Linked DNA regions of Oryctolagus cuniculus: region 1 is linked to region 2. A link is a contact called in public Hi-C data. All regions are on one chromosome and are shown on one strand. Each heading gives the region's core, a stretch centred on a gene start, on an enhancer-like site or on the middle of the called end of the contact. The rest is flanking DNA. Distances are from core to core; before and after follow the strand shown. Region 1 holds the start of CREB3L2 (cAMP responsive element binding protein 3 like 2). Region 2 overlaps CREB3L2 (cAMP responsive element binding protein 3 like 2).

Evidence for each region. A called contact is a pair of places that touch in the nucleus more often than the background predicts.
Region 1: a contact with region 2 is called in a Hi-C map of skin fibroblasts, with 2.4 times the contacts expected there. The contact joins the promoter of CREB3L2 here to the enhancer-like site in region 2. A contact is called at or near these places in 4 of 6 Hi-C or Micro-C datasets (ear pinna, psoas muscle, skin fibroblasts and 1 more).

What each region holds. Positions count from the first base shown.
Region 1 is chr3:173,794,372-173,797,499 of mOryCun1.1, forward strand. It overlaps CREB3L2 (cAMP responsive element binding protein 3 like 2), which reads right to left and starts at 1,565. Exons shown (of 13, transcript XM_008258046.4): 1 at 1,140-1,565. The coding sequence starts at 1,241.
Region 2 is chr3:173,693,434-173,696,667 of mOryCun1.1, forward strand. The region is part of intron 5 of CREB3L2 (cAMP responsive element binding protein 3 like 2); the gene reads right to left. Among named protein-coding and RNA genes, the nearest start is that of DGKI, 67 kb to the left of the region's middle. Within about 2 kb of position 1,753, at least 1 of the 8 cell types and tissues checked has an H3K27ac peak or open chromatin away from gene starts, as enhancers often do.

The sequences.
Region 1 (3,128 bases), core at 315-2,814, 100 kb after region 2:
AAAGCCGTGGCGTTCCAACTGCGGGAGGAGACATCTTCACAGCAAAAGAACCACAGGTTTGAGAAAGAGCAGAGCTGCTCCAGACCCGGTTAAAAGGTGGCCTGTTTCACTAGAGACATCTGGAGCGCCCCCTAAACAGAAGATACCCGACACCCAACATGCTCCAAGTTCCTTCCCAAAGACAGAAAGCACCTCTGGGCCCCTGATTCCAATGCAGCCCACAGGGTCTCCCGGGGCCCGGCTCAGAGCACACCCTGAGGATCCCAGGCCACATCTGGCTTCCTCCTCCCCACCGCACCGCTCCATGAACTTCCACTGCCTCGGAGCCCTGCACCCTGCACTTTTTAAACAAGCCATTCTCAGCCACCACACACACTCTGGTGGGAGTCAGCAAAGGAGGCCCTCATCCCTCTTCCCAAAATAACGTCAGCCAGAGGCAAAGGCCAGAGAGGTGGGGCCTGCAGGCCATTTTGCAAAAGTTTCAAATATCCTGGTACTGACCCCATTAGAAGAACCCCGAAAGGGAGAAGCCAAGGGCCGCTTCTCACTCGCGTCTGTCTCTCTCTCTCTCTCTCTCTCTCTCTCTCTCTCTCTCTCTCTCTCACACACACACACACACACACACACAGCCTTTCTCAGACCCGCAGCTCCCTCAGATTTTCCATCCTCCTCTGCCGGCCTTCCCTCTGAAGAGGGGGAGGAGCGGATTTCTCGAGTGCACGGTTTAAGAAAACGCATACGACAGCCTTCCTCCTCCTGTGCAGAACACTTTTCAACACACACACACACACACGTCTTTAAAATGTCTACATGCAAACAAGAAGACAGAGGGAGGGGGAGAGGAGCGGGCAGATCGGAACGCCACTCGCCCACCCACCGAACTCAACAGCGTGCGGTTCTCCGCACACCGACCCCCGCGCCCGCATTACAGCACTGTCAGCAATAGGAAAGATGTGACAGATCAGAAAAGGGCGGGGGAGGCGAGCATACGAAGCGCTGCTGCTCTTGGGGAAAGTTTAACAGAGCACTGCCGCCTCCGTGGGTTCAGACGGAAGAGCTGCCCCGCTCCCCGGACCTCGGGCTCGGGCCGTGCGCGTTCCCCAGCGCTGGCCTCCCGGGCCTCGCCGCGGAGTGCTCACCGTGTGGTACATGAGGGCCTCGCTCTCCCCGGGCTCCGAGAGCTCGCTCAGCTTGCGGTCCCACTGCAGGACGCTCTGCTCCCCGCTCTCCAGCACCTCCATGGCGGTGCGAGCGCGCAGGGCCGGGGATGCCGAGGGCAGGCGGCGGCCGGGCACAGCCGTCTCGCGCCCGCGAGGTCCCGCGCCCTCGGGGGTGTGCGCGGCTGAGGCTCCGAGGCAGGGCTCCCGAGCGGCGCCCTCGGGGAGCTGAGAGACTGCGGGGAACACAAGCCGCCCGGGGCTCAAGGCAGGCCGTGCGTGCAGAGTGAAGGCAGGAGATCGGCTCCCATCCCAAGAAAACCCCTTCGCAACAAGCCCCTCTCCACCACTGCTCCAGACACAAACTTTGAGGCTCCCCTGGGCTTCTCAGCTTTGCTCCGGAGCCCAGCTGCGACCCCACCTCCCTCCAGAGCAGTGACCAATCGGATACCCGCTTCGTCCTCAGGACCCAATCATAAGTCTGTCTCCCCTCTCAGTCCCGCCCAGAAAGCAGGGGCAGCCCGAAGAGTCCGCCTAGTCTTTGGAATGTGGGCGGGGAGCGCCCTGGACGTCACCAGGGAACTCCTCCTACTTGATTGCGGCCTGCGGCCGGCTGTCTGCTACAGCGGACCAATAGAATGCTCGAATCCAGGAGTGACGGACGGCGGGATAGACCAATAAGTAAGGGGACTATGGGACGGACAGCCAATCAAATAGCGACAAGAATACATTTTATGAAAGAGGGAGGGCGCGCCCAGCCCCCTGGCTAAGGATCCCCAGGAATTAGCCGGCGCAGTGAGGGGAGCCAGAGCTGGTCCGCTACGGAACCTCGCTGGAGAAGTGGGCAGACTTAAATACTGTCCAGAATTTTCTCTAGGAGCTTCATTCATTTGAGTATCTCGGGCTTTTTTTTTCATAAATCACATACTATACATAAATATAAATATTTCCTTACGCATAAGTTGTTGTTGGCAGAGTTTTTAATAATCCCGCCCATTTTCTGTTAGGCTCTTCTTCTGACATGCTTTTTTATGGGCTTTATTATTCTGCTACTTTCATGTACTCAGTGGACATTGATCCCAGCTAATGACGTGGTTTTCCAGATCCTAAAACAGCGAGCTGAAGTCTTGAGTTCATAAAGCTTTTGTCCCAGCGGAAGTGTGAGACAGTAACAGATAAACAAGTGTGTAATTTAATTTCAGGAAAGTGATAATAGCTATAAAGACGAAAGTAGGATAAGAGGATGGAGCAGGCCCCTGCTGCTTTCTGTACTGGCCTGGGCAGGTGACATTGAGCAGGGACCTAAGGGAGGGAGGAGCTGGCAGCCCTGAGAGGGGCAGGGGCCAGGCCACCACTCCTGTCTGATTAGGGAGGAGATGACCTACTCGAAAGTAACTTCCCCAAACATTGTGATTTTCTTCCTCCTTTTGGACCCCACCTTTTAAGGAAACAGCTCTTGAAAAATATAATTTGCCCATGATAAATATAAAGGAGTCTTTGACAGTTGGTTCTAGATGTGTCTTACAATAGCACATTCAGCAATCAGCTTTTGCTTTATCCTCTTGGCAAGTGTTTTGTGGGGGTGGGGACAGTCAACTGTCAGAGCTCTACCTTGTCTTTAAGCAGCAGTTTCTCCTATAAACCACTGCATTTGACCACTTCTCATGGGGTCTTTTGTGATTATCTTAATGCTTAACTTGAAATCCTAGTTTATGGACACACACTTTCTTTCCCAAGAGTTTTCTCTTGAATCCTTGGTTTTTCTTTTCCAACCTGCTCCTGCCTTCAGCTCAACCAATTCATAGGTCACCCTTTTCAACTTTTAAAGACCTTTCCTGTTTTGTTTATGTAACACTCAACATGAGCATGAGTTACAGACAGGCACATCCTTGTTAGCACAGGAATGCTAACAGTTATCGGTGGAGCGTTGCTGCTTTTGACAGTCTGACCCTGTGCGTGTCCATGTTATGG
Region 2 (3,234 bases), core at 503-3,002:
CTAGAGACAAGGAAGCAGATGTCACCCGTCACAGAGCGGCGAGACTGGGCCTGCACAGTCACACAGGGAAACTCAGGACAGCTGAACAGCAGCTTGACAACTCTACGAATTGACAGGGAAAGATCTCCAAGACTGGCAACCTGAGGAGGAGCACGGGAGCCCAGGTGCGGAGCAATGTATACAGCAGTGCTCCTTTGGTACGAAAAAGGCGTGAAGGAGACAAAGACACACATTTGCTTGTATTAGCATAAAGAAACAGAAGCATATACAAGAAATCAGGAAAAGGAATGACCCAAGGTGAACAGAAGGAAATTTTTAGGGGAGATTATGGCAGAGTCTCAGCAAGACTTTTCAGACTGTATTTATAAGATGGCTTATTTATAAGATGGCTTATGGGGGCCTGCGCTGTGGCATAGTGGGTAAAGCCGCCGCCCACAGTGCCATATGGGTGCTGGTTCGAGTCCTGGCAGCTTCACTTCCAATTCAGCTCTCTGCTATGGCCTAGGAAGTCAGTAGAAGGTGGCCCAAATCCTTGGGCCCCTGCACCCACGTGAGAGACCTTGAGGAAGCTCCTGGCTCCTGGCTTTGGATTGGCACAGTTCCGGCTGTTGTGGCCAATTGGGGAGTGAACCAGTAGATGGAAGACCTCTCTCTGCCTCTCCTCTGTATGTGTAACTCTGACTTTCAAATAAATAAATAAATCTTTTTAAAAAAGATTTATTTATTTATTTATTTGAGAAGTAGAATTACAGACAGTGAGAGGGAGAGAGAGAGCAAGGTCTTTCTTCCATTGGTTCACTCCCCAAGTGGCCACAATGGCCGGAGCTGTGCCGATCCGAAGCCAGGAGCCAGGTGTTTCTTCCTGGTCTCCCATTTGGGTGCAGGGGCCCAAGCACTTGGGCCATCTTCTACTGCTTTCCCAGGCCACAGCAGAGAGCTGGATTGGAAGAGGAGCAACTGGGACTAGAACCAGCGCCCATATAGCATGCCGGTGCCGCAGGCAGAGGATTAACCTACTATACAATGGCGCCGGCCCCCAATAAATAAATCTTTAAAAAAAAAAAGATGGCTTATGTAGTTTGACTTATAAATCATGCTGTTTTGTTGTGCACTTTAAAGGAGAATCTCTTAAGACATAGCAAAACCTAGGAGCCCATGGAGAGTTGCCAATGGCTGCATGGAGAAAGCGCATTTGTTTCTGGAGGAGTGTGCAAGGTAGGTTCTGCAGGCAAGATGCCAGGCATTCTTCATCCAGAAAATACTAAATCCATCTTCCGAGAGATGAGGAGGCACAGGGAAAATAGATGGGAGTGCAGCAGAGCCTTCCCACGGCCCCCTGCAAGTAGGAGCGCAGCCTGTGTCTTTCCTCAGGGTGCAGTGCACCCTCTTCCAGGGCCTCTGGGTCACTGGTGGGTGTCCATCAGGCATCATCAGGGCCCCAGGAAGGGGCCTCCGCAGGAGAGCCAATCTGGGTTCAGCCTGAATGAAAGCACTCTCAGGTCTCACTCCAGCTTTTCCTGAACAGTGGGTGCTTCTGTTGAGCCAGCCCCTGTTACTGAGCCAAGGGAGATAACTTTGGGGAAACCCTTCACCCCCAACCCTTCCTGGAGCCCCCAGAACAATAGAGCCCTCAGTGTAGCTGCTCTGAACTGGGCACAGCGCCTGGCTGCCTTACACATATCTAGGTTTGCGCAGCCAGAGGACTGCTTGAGGTCACGGTCAGGCCTCAGCCCTCCATCTCCTCTTACCTTGGAGGCTGCCCAAGGTACTGCCGATGGGGAGGACTTTCTGAGATACAACTACTGACCTCAGACAACTGAAACCACCCACAGTGGCTCTTGAGACTCCAAGCTACACTCAGGCAGCTCTCTCTCCCACTGCGACACCTAAATATCCAAGTTCACAACAGTACTGGCTCTCACTGCCCCCAAGGCACCCCCCTCCCAGCACATTTTCTTCCTCTTCATCATTCTCCTCCTGTCTCTCTTTTTCCAACATACTACTTTTCTCTGGATGCGTCTTATTTCCCTTCTTCCCTGCCAGTGTCTTGCTAAAAGAACTCCCTGGACTACGTAGTGCCTATGGCATTCTTAAAACTAGAATATTGATTCTAAAGTGATCCTCTCTGTTCACAACAATCCTGCCGACAGCTGCAGGGAGCTAAGGAGAGTTAAGTATGTGCCTCACATACGTACGTGCTTGGCTAGAAAGCTGGGGGTTTATGCTAACCAAGCTTTTCCCAATGTCATGAGTACTATGGAACTGTATGATTTAAAAAGAGAGAGAAAGAAAAATGGAAGGAAGGAAGGAAGGAAGGGAGGGGGGGGAGGGAGGGAGGGAGGGAGGAAAGGTAGGTAGCTTGTATCCCATATCAGAATCCTGGCTCTGGCTCCTGACTCCAGTTTCCCACTAACATAGATCCCTGGAAGACAGCAGTGGTGGCTCCAGTCACTGGGTTCCTGCCACCCACATGGGAGACCTGGATTGAAGCCACTTGGACATTTGGGGAGTAAACAAGCAGACGGAAGCTCTGTCTACCTCCACCCTCAACCCTCAACTCTCAAATAAAAAAAGAAAACTAAAACTCAGACAGTAATCAGTTAGGGGTTCTAATGGTCTATGCTATTATATTCCCCTAAAATAACAAATCATACCTAGAGCTCCCTGGTATCTTTATTTGCAGAGGTCAAATTATTCTTTTTATCTATCTATCTATCTATTTATTTATTGTTGAAGTCAAATTATTCTATACAGGTTCTTCAAAAAGTTAATGGAAAAGGGAAAATGGAATTAAAAATAAATTATTTTGGTACAAAAAAATTTCGAGCTATACACATATAAGTGGTATTCAACAAATTCATGGCAATTATGTATTATGAAAAGATTATGCGTGGGTTTCTAACTGTTTTGCATTACACAAACACCTTTTAATTTCATTTTTCCCAAACTTTTGAAGTACCCTTGCACTTTTCTCCTTGTATCCCACAAAAAAATGAGAATTGGATAACAGGAAAAATGAGTGAAACAAACTTGAATCTCATCTTTCCTACCTACAGAGAGTTACTAGTATGAGATTTCCAAACATCATTTGATATGGTCCTCGTGGGTTACTGCAAGAGCTGGGGACAGCAGGCCACTTTGCCTAGAAACTCTGATGTGATCAAGGATATTGAATTCCCTTATCCCTGCTTATCCAAGATAATGAGGAAGGACTTCCACTTACTTGATTCTTGA